Linked DNA regions of Mus musculus: region 1 is linked to region 2. Evidence: chromatin contacts called from public Hi-C data. All regions are on one chromosome and are shown on one strand. The core of a region is the stretch at or near the end of the contact, and the rest is flanking DNA. Distances in the headings are between cores, read along the strand shown.

Evidence for each region. Hi-C and Micro-C count contacts between places; a contact is called where the count stands out from the background.
Region 1: a contact with region 2 is called in a Hi-C map of cerebral cortex, with 1.5 times the contacts expected there. The contact joins two enhancer-like sites.

The regions. Positions count from the first base shown.
Region 1 is chr9:121,076,133-121,080,906 of GRCm38.p6, forward strand. The region is part of intron 33 of Ulk4 (unc-51-like kinase 4); the gene reads right to left. Among named protein-coding and RNA genes, the nearest start is that of Gm34945, 100 kb to the left of the region's middle. Within about 2 kb of position 3,504, at least 23 of the 459 cell types and tissues checked have an H3K27ac peak or open chromatin away from gene starts, as enhancers often do. A contact at or near this core is called in cerebral cortex, where this site is marked.
Region 2 is chr9:120,711,910-120,717,231 of GRCm38.p6, forward strand. No RefSeq gene overlaps it. Among named protein-coding and RNA genes, the nearest start is that of Gm39458, 39 kb to the left of the region's middle. Within about 2 kb of position 3,837, at least 20 of the 459 cell types and tissues checked have an H3K27ac peak or open chromatin away from gene starts, as enhancers often do. A contact at or near this core is called in cerebral cortex, where this site is marked.

The DNA of each region.
Region 1 (4,774 bases), core at 2,254-4,753, 360 kb after region 2:
TCAGCCTGACCTTGCAGAGCAGGCCTCTCTGCCCTAGATCATGAACCTGGACTCCAGGGTCCATCCGTAGAAAGCCAAGACTCCCCCCCTCCCCCGACACTTCAGGCCTACAAACGGAATTTCACCTGCCTGCTTCTCTTACTGCTACTATTGGAACAGAAGGACTTTGTTGAGAATCCGACACCTTTCCTGGCTGAGGGGAAGAATAGCAACTGTTAGCTTGCTCCCCTCTGCCTCCTCCTCATCTACCTTTCTAAGAAAAGCAGTTTTCTCCTGGAGACCTGGGCCTCTCTGCATCTTGGCTGTTGATCCCCCGCCTTCCCTTCGGAGGCACAGGCTGATGTGGAGAAGCAGCCTTTGCACATTAAACATTAACACATTATCCCGGAGCTCGCGGAGCTCGCGCTGATGTTTCCTGCTAAGGCTAAGACAGGCTTGCAAATTAGGATGTGGGCTGCAGCAGGGGCGGTGGGGCCAGCGCTTCGGTCCCAAGGCTTCTGAGCTGGCAGGTGAGGCCACAGAACACTTGCCCTCAGGACACCCGGTGGGTCATCAAGCAGTGCCTAGACCCTGCCGTGGCAGCTATGTGCCACCTCTCTACAGTGTCAGGGACTCCAGAGACCTCAACTTTGCATAACTTGGCAGCTTATGAGAGGAACACATTAAAACTCAGAGCAAGGACTCACCCAGTCTGTAGTGGAAGCCCTGTATAGTGAAAGACTTTGTGTGGATGTGGCGGCCTCCCAAGAGGCTCAGAGAAACTGCAGAAGCCCAGAACTGCCTGTGCCCCCACCTCGGCATCTCGCTCTCTAGGTTGGCCTCCGGACATCCAGCTCTGTGGCCCCCTGGCTACTCTGGAGCTCCTGTCCCTACATGACACAGCACTGTCCTTCCAACCAGGTCTTCCACCTCTACCTCTGACCCACAGACTCCTTCCTAAGAAGACAGTGTCCCTTGTCACTGCTGGGCTATAACTTGACCCTTTCTTACCACCCAGTGTCTTAGACCTGCCTAGGTGCTGTAGTCCAGGCAAGAGACGACAGAAGCCTGATCAGGTTTGGAGAAAAGTAATTATATTTGCTAGACATCTGAGGTAGAATTCCACATCGCTTGGTGGCAGACAGGGTGAAGAAATAAAAAGGAAGAAAATAAGACTTAAAGGTTCCTTGTTTGTGCAGCAGGAAGGGACAGGCATGGCTTGCTGCAGGGGGAGGCATGGCTTGCTGCAGGGGGAGGCTGGCATGATTTGTGGTGGGGGAATGGTCTTAGGGGACAAATGGTTTGTTCAGCATTAGGTTCCAGGGCATCTGGTGGTCACACTAAGCAAACTGCTAGATATATGAGCATGGAACTCAGAGAACTCTTTGAGAAATATATACAGAATAGTCCCTCAACCTGGGACTGTCAACTTATGAGCCACATTTGACAGTAAATGGCAATATGACATGATCTTAAATAGAATTAAAAAAAAACACACACACGTGTAGTTTCTCAGTATAAAAAAGCCCAACACTGAATATAAAACTATCACTTCCAGTCTCGCCACCTGAGTCTCATGCATGGCGTTGGCCACTCCGCACAGGTGTGCCAAGGGAGCAGACGTGAGGTATCTGTGTAGAAGGAGAGGCAGCAAGAAGACTGTCAGATATACTGAGGTCTGCCCAGGATGCATCTCAAACGCAGTCATATAACATGCCTTGCACGTATGAGGCCCCAGGTTCAAATCCCAGCACCTCAGAAAGGTTCCACAAATAGTGAGTGGGACAGACATGCTAGTATCATGTGACTAGACATGTTTTAAGGCTGAAGATATAGCCCCGTGGTGGAGCCCTTGCTTAAGACACCCAAGACCTTAGTGTTACCCAGCACTGAGGAGGTGGGGGAAGAAAGCAGGATGAAGGTGCTTGGAGCTGGGCTGGCAGAGAGGGGGCCGGTGAGAATGTAGATGCACCCTGGAGTGGAGCTTGAAGGTCTAGCATGTCTCTCTTAGAGTCAGAAAGTCATGCCACAGGGAATGATGGCCCATTGCTGTTCTCAAAAGACTTAGACGGGATGATGGCAAAAAACTTCACACAAGTTCAAGATGTAGCCAGAAGGTGACTCATGAGAAGAGCCACAAGGGAAGACCCTGGAGACCAAAGGTGAGAAAGTCTACCACGCACCACAAGCACAGAGGCCAGCCCCACCATGAACAGTTCAGTGTGTAGACCATACTGACACAAGACCACAGGGCCCGACTGTCCCACCAGCAGAAGGCTGTAGCGAGCTTTCTTCCCCTCCTCAGCACTGAGAGACAGGGCCCTAACTGGGAAGTCTGGTAAACAGTAAGTCTGGCCCAATCTCAAAACTGGATTCAGAACCCCTCCAGCTATCCATCTGAGAGCTCGCTGCCCTCCAGAGCATGGCATGGCCATGTGTACAAGATGAGTGTGGGCATCTGTAGCTGGCAGCCTTCCCTGACTAACCTGGATGGTCCCTGAAAACTAACTTCCCTTTCTTTAAAATAAACAAGTGTATCAATGCTTGGAGAATGTTACACTCTGTGCTTAGATCACACTCACCCTTCCTCCTACAGCTGCCCACGACCCTATCCACTCCCACACCTCTCTACCCACCCAGCCTCATGCTCTTTCTTGCTCTCTCTATTTTTTTAAAACCCATCCAATTTATTCTGTCCAAATTCTCTGGGGAGTGGGGGCTGGTCCTGGATAGCAGTTGACTTGCCAGGAGGCACATTCTGAAGGAAAAGCTGACTCTCTCCAGGCAGCTCTCACTTGCCAATACCTCCTCAGCTAGAGGTGGGACTCATGACCACACCCTTTCTCCATGCTGGGATTTTCGTCACCTAGGTTGTATAGGTTTTGCATGCTGTCACCATCACTGTGAGTTCCAAGAGCATCTGTCCTGCTGTGTCTGGAAGGCAGTCTCCTTGAATTCAACCTCTGCCTCTGGCTCTCAGACCTTAATGCTTCCTGAGCCTTGGAGGTGGGTATGAAGGACCCACTACTGCTATCAGTATGAAACAAGTCCTGACAACTCTTGTACCCACAAATCAGTGCATCTCTGAAGCCTCATCAGAGAATCTACTTCTTACAGTAGATGGCGATTAACACACAGAGTATAGGAGCCTGTGGTTCACTCAGTCTACACTGGGATCCTAAGTCCATCAAAGAAGCACCATGGTGCGCTGGCTTCCCAGGGGCTGGTTTAGTCAGCAACGCCTCCTGCCAACAAGGTGGTGGGTGCTTCCTTCCACAATGGTGTCCATGATCCAAGCAGTGGCCACTGGTGACTGCCCGGGATCAGGTGACGGAGGATGCTGGGCTTATCCATGACAGTGGTATATGCTCTATTCTCTCTTTTAGATTTCACAACAGTACTACACAGAATGAGAAACCCAGCAGGCAGACAGCTGGGGGAACTGGCTCAGAGCCACAGAGGCAAAGGAGGTGCTCTGGAGATCCCAGTCTCTCACTATACCCATGAGTTCTCTGTGCCTCCCTGTCCCTCACACCCGCGCTTGGGGAGATGAGCTGGGGCTGATTCTGAATGACAGGACTGTGGGGCTGGGAGCAGAACTTCTGCTGGAGATTCCAGCTGCTGCTACCACCCCCCTCCCTCACCCGCTCACCCCCACTCCTGCTCTGGGCTCCTCTCTGTCCTCCCTAGGAAGCAAAGCTGCTCTGTGTCTGGCTGAGACTCTAACCTTCACTGATGTCCTTCCACTGGCCCCTGTAAAGAGGCTCCATTAGATGCAGACACGGGCTTCCGCACAGCCCCCGTGTGGAGGGTTTTAAAAGCAGTAGAGGCGACTCTCAAGTGTGCAGGCATCCAAGCAGGAAATGGGCAGAGCTGTCTCTCAAGAGCACTCTGCTTCTTTTCCCAGCTCCTTCCTCTAACTCAGCCTGGAGGCTGCACTTCTACAGATGGAGATCAAAGTCAGCAGCCACCTTGGAAAACAACTCCTGGCTCAGACTGTCAGGACTGAGACAGATGACAGTGAGTGCCATGGGGTGGAAGGCTACGGAAGGACAGACCAAGCAGTGGTGCGCTGGAGTGCAGGGAGCCTGAGGAGAATTAGCAGTTTGTGTTAAGGAGTTTTAGGTTTTAAAGTCCTGGTTTCTCATCTCCTTAATCACCTGGAATTAGAGAGTTTCTCTCCTGTCCTGGAGTTTGTAAACTCTCGATCTTTTTCTTTAATCTACAGCCTTTGTGCTTGACCCACAGACTGGTCATCAAGGTGCTTGGAGCGGCCAGAGGCTACATCTTAAAGAACGTCACAAAGCCAGAATGGTGAAACAGCAGAGAGAACAGTGTTGTTTAAAGAGAGACTTACGGGGTGGGGCAGGAGAGTAGCAGCAACGCGCCGCCATGACACTGCTTCTATCCCAGCAGAGAGGGACCATCTGATACAGGACTCAGTCATCTCAACAGGACTGTAAACGTGACAGTGACCTGACCTTGGCGTGTGACATCCTCCTGATCTAAGTATCACATGACTCGGGTGGTCAGTGAGCATCAAATGAAACGGGCCTGGGGAAGCACCTATCACAGGGAAATACCCAGTAAAACTGCCCCCTCCCTGTCACAGAGCACAGTAACACGGGTCATATTCGTGGCTGATTTGCACTGCCTGTGGCTGTAAGAACACATTACAGACCCCCAGACTCATCTCACAGTACTGAATATTTATTATCAGATATAAAGGGAAGCAAGTGAGTGAGTGAAAGTAGAGTACATGCAGAGACAGACAGACAGACAGACATATCTGTGG
Region 2 (5,322 bases), core at 2,587-5,086:
TGGCATAAATTACATGAATCACAGGTCTCAAGTTTTATTTTCTTTCAGTTGCTGTTGGTAGAAATTTGTCAAGTAGTTGTGCTCAAAGAAGAAACAAAAGAAGAAACTAGATATCCTGACAACGAAGATAAAACTTGCTCCAAGGAAATCGATGCTCCTAATCAGCATCAGTAAGTTGTCCCCTTTCCAACTCCTAACTTTATTCAGGGATCTCCTTCCTTTCTTCTCTACCCTTTTCTCTCTCCTGTCTGGTGTTAGGGGGTTGAAAGGGTAGAATGAAAGGGGTGGAGAAAAGAAGAACCCACAAAGTAGCAAAAGACAGTTAAAATTTTTTTAAAAAAGAAATAAGATAGAAGGTGACAGGGGATGACACCCTGATGTCAACCTCTGGTTTCTTCACATACATGTCATAGACCACACATACACACACACTACACACATACTACACACACACACACACACACACACACACACACACACACACAATTAATTAATTGGTTTAAGAAGCCTTGAATTTTTTTTTTTGTAGTAGTACAAATTATATATGTTTCAAGCATCCAGAATCGATCAGTATATAAAGATGGCCACAACACATCTCAGCTTGGGGTAGTCGCAGTCTAGTGTTTAGGGCCAGTCTCAGACCAGTGGCTACCTACCAACTATACACAGGTGCAATATTGATCATTCTGATGTAAAGAACTTTGAGATAAGGTAACAGGATAATTTGGGTGGGAAGGGGAAGAAATAAACACCTGTATACTTTCTACAAGAGAAATCAAATCTGTGATCTCTCCACAGAGAAGTTCTAGCGCGCCATGATGAGAGAGAGAATAAGCACAAGAATTTATTTTAGGGAAACAACTTGACTTTTGTTCAAGTAAAACTGGTCTTTTAAGAAAGCAGTGCCTGGGGCTGGAGAGATGGCTCAGAGGTTCAAAGCACTGACTGCTCCTTCCAGAGGTCCTGAGTTCAATTCCCAGCAACCACATGGTGGCTCACAACCATCTGTAATGGCATCCGATGCCCTCTTCTGGGGTGTCTGAACACATCTACAGTGTTCTCATATAAATAAACCTTTTGAAAAAAAAGAGAAAAAGAAAGAAAGAAAGTAGTGCCACCTGGGTTTTAGAAATCACTGCATTGTAAAGGTATTGTAAGTGGGCTGGAGAGATGCTCAAAGGTAAAGAGGTCCTGCTGCTCTTCCTGCTGCTCTTGCAGAAGATACAAGTTGGGTTCCCAATGACCACATCAGGTAGTTCAGCTCCAGAGGGATCCGCTGCCCTCTTCTGGCCTCTGTGAGACTGCATGCATGGTGAGACTGCATGCATGTGGGACATATACACACACACACACACACACACACACACACACACACACACACACAGTGAGAGAGAGGCACGTACATACACACAAATAAAATCAACCTTACAAAAAAAGATATTCTAAGTAATTCTTCCAAAATGTGATGGCAAAGTCATTTAAAGTTTTTTTTTTTTTTAAATGTACACATTAATCTTAAATGAAGAGTAGGCGTGTCACCTGCTGATTAGGCTAGATTAGTGGGTAGAAGTGTTCCAGGAGAGATAATATAAAAATAGGATCATTAGTCAAATTTAAATTATTCAAGCCCTGCCAGATAGAGTAGGAACATAATGGGGGACATAGAAACAGCTTCTGACAGTCACCAAGGCACGCATGAGTAGGGAGAGCCACAGGATGGAAAGTGGGGAAACCGAGGAACAGTGATCTTGAGAGGAAGCCTGATGGGCTGGTTGGTTTTTGTCATCTTGACACAAACCTAGACACAGCTGAGAAGACCGGCCTTAGATAAGTCTGTGGGGCATTGTCTTAACTGATTTGGGAGGTCCTAGCCCACTGTGGGCAGTGCCATTCCCCTGGGCTGTTGGTCCCCTGGATGCAGAATGAGCAATCCAGGAAGCAGTGCTCCTCCATGGCCTCTGCTTCTCCTTCTGGGTTCCTGTCTTGAATTCCTGCCTTAACTTCCCTCAGTGATGGACCATGATATGGACCTGTTAGATGAAGATCTCCAAGTAACTTTTGATTACAGTGGTTTATCCTAGCAGTTAAAAACCTAACTAATCCTGACCTCAAGAGGAGCTGGAAACTGAAGGTCTGCCCCTGTGGGCAATACATGGTCTAATCCTGCAACACAGGGCAACTGTGAGCCTCAGTGGTCACAACCCTTTCATATATTGTCACGAATTAGCTGTAAGACAGCGCCATCAAGGACTCTGTGGGAAGGGGAACTAATCTCAGACTTGATCTTATTCTGGCTCTCTAGTTTGTGTCCTTTTGCTACTGAAAACAAAACAAACCCCAAAACACTGTGATTGGTTGTGTGTACATGTGTGTAAGTAAGTATATGTATATGTGTATATTATGTATATATGTATGTATGTGTATGTGTGAGAGCATGCATATGTGTGAGTATGTATGTGTGTGTGAACATATGTGTGTATGTGCATGTGTGTATGTGTGTACATGTGTGTGAATATGTGTGCATGTGTATATTTATGCATGTATATATGTGTGTATGTATGTGTGTGAGTGTGTGTATGTGTATATGGGTGCATTTGCATGTGTGTAAGTGTGTTTGCATGTATGTGTATGAGTGTATATGTGCATTGTGAAAGTGTACATATGTGTGAGTATGTGTGTGAGTGCATGCATATGTGCATGTGGGTGTATGTATGTATGTGTATGAGTGTATATGTGCATTGTGAAAGTGTACATATGTGTGAGTATGTGTGTGAGTGCATGCATATGTGCATGTGGGTGTATGTATGTATGCATATGTGTGTATGTGTATATGTGTATGTGTGTATATGCATGTGAGTGTATATATGCGTATGGGCATGTGTGTGTGAATGTGGTGCATTGGTGTGTAGTGTATGTGTACATGTGAACCTGTGCACACACAGAGCCCAGGAGATGATGCCAGATGTCCTATCATTCTCTGCCTTATTCTCTCAGAACAGGACCCCATATGGAACCTGCAAGCCAAATGGCCCCTCTCACAATGCTGGAGTTACAGGCAAGTGCATGGCCATGTCTAATTTTTTTCCCTGTGGGTGTTGGGTTCTGATCTCAGGTCTTTATGTCTGGATAGAAAGCACTGTAACCCATTGAGCCATCCCTCCAGTCTCTGCTCAAATCTTAATTTTTTAAGCTCTGTTTTTGTATAGGCAACCCCCCCAAACCCATCCCTGTTTTAGCTGGATTGAGTAGCAAAGGAAGCTCTGTAGGCAATCAGTTGCTCAGGTCTCAGGCAGGAAGACACAAATGTAGGGAGGCTGGCTCCGGTTTCGGAGACTTGTTTAGTCAACTCAAGGTTGGGGGAAGGGCACACCAACCCAGGGGTTGTGTCTACCCCTGCCCCTCCTCTCCCTACCTCCCATCTCTGTTTTCCTCTCAGTACAAGGAGGCTGTAGAGGAAGCTGTGAGGGGCTTTTATCTCTCACATCCTAAGCCTACCCAGCAGACAGTCATTACAAAAGAAGAATCTCTCCTGCCAGCTCTCTGGGTGTTTTGGCTACATGTATTTCGTGTACTATGTACACATGCCTGGTACTCTGGAGGCCGGAAGAGGGCTTTAGGTCCCTTAGAACTAGAGTTACAAATGGTTGTGAGCCACCACGTGGGTGCTGAGGATTGAATCTGGACCCTCCAGAAGAGTACCGAGTTCTCTTAACCACTGAGCCAGAGCTCCAATCTTCCTTCCATTTCTTCAAGGCTCACTCTGCTGTGCAGCCCCGGAAGGAGCCATGAAGGGATGTGTCTGGGAGCATGTGTAGACTTCGCTTTCCACACATAGCACACTCTGGTCCTTTCCCAGAATAGAAAAGCAGACAAATAGGTAAAGCTGGTTTAGTCATCAGACACATGGCTGGTCCCCTTTTTTTGCTACGTAATTGCAGTATCTGGCTCCCTGGAAGAACGGCTCTCATTACAATATACAGGAGGGGAAGAAACAACTTGTTACTGACACATGCTGTTTGAGCTGCTAGAGACACGGGGCAGCAAAATCTCACGGTTGGAATTTTGCTTAAAGCAAAGTAGTAATAAGCAAGCAGCATCCCAGCCAACTCTCTCCCTACCTCACAGAGCTTCCTGGAAGCCTCAGACACTGGAGCTTGTGAGAAGCAGGCGATATTGTTGGAGCTATGAAGTCACCTGTCATAGTGCCAGAACTTCTGGAGCCAGGATTCTCAGCTCCACAACCATGTACGACTCCCCAGCTAGCATGTTCCTCTGCACCTGTAGAGGATTACAGTTACCTGTAGAATCACACTTCCTGTCTCCTCTAAGGCTGCACAAGATGAGCCTTAAGGGCTAGGGAGACAGCTCAGTGGTTGACAACCCTTGCCACACAAGCGTGAGGGCCTGAGTTCAGATGCGAGCACATATAAAAAAAAATCTTGGCATGACTCTGCCTACACTCACCTGTAACCTCGCTCTGTGCGAGCAGAAGCAGAGGATCGCTAGGGCTTGCTGACTACCAGTGTAGCTCCAGCTCAGGAGCGACCCTGTCTCAGTGGGATAAGGCAAAGGAGGACAAAGGTGGACGTGCACTGTCCTTCTCTAACCTCCCCACACAGGCACATGGACATCCACACATATGTGTGTGCACACCACACACACACACACACACACACACACACACACGCACGTACACATGCACTTGTACTCATGCATGTAAGTAAAACTTCCTCAGACAACAGGCACACAGGATGAGATACTTCTGACTTGAAGGGTCTTTAGGGTTCTCATCTGTCAACTCTGACAGAGATAAGTCCCGTGGAATGAAGAGGTTGGATCAGAGTGGCCCAGAATATATTAGTTGTCTTAGTCAGTGTTCTATTGCTGTGAAGAGACACCATCACCGTGGTAACTCTTATAATGGAAAACAGTTGATTGGGGCTGGCTTACAGTTCAGAGGTTTAACCCATTCTCATACTGGCAGGAAGCATGGTGGCATGCAGGCAGACATGGTGCTGCAGAGGTAGCTGAGAGTTCTGTATTTGAATCAGCAGGCAGCAGAAAGAAAGTGGGCCTGGCTTGAACATCTGAGACCTCAAACCCCACCCCCAGTGACACACTTCCTCCAACAAGCCACACCTCCTAATAGTATCACTCTCTAGGAGTCTATGGGGACCATTTTCTTTCAAACCACCACAGTAGTCTAAACCTTATAACTTGAACTTGAGTCTGAGTTTCAGTGCCAAGTGGGCTATGTTAGCTATTGTTCTCATGACTGAGACAAAATGGCTGACAAAGATGCCCAAGGAAGGTAGCTTTATT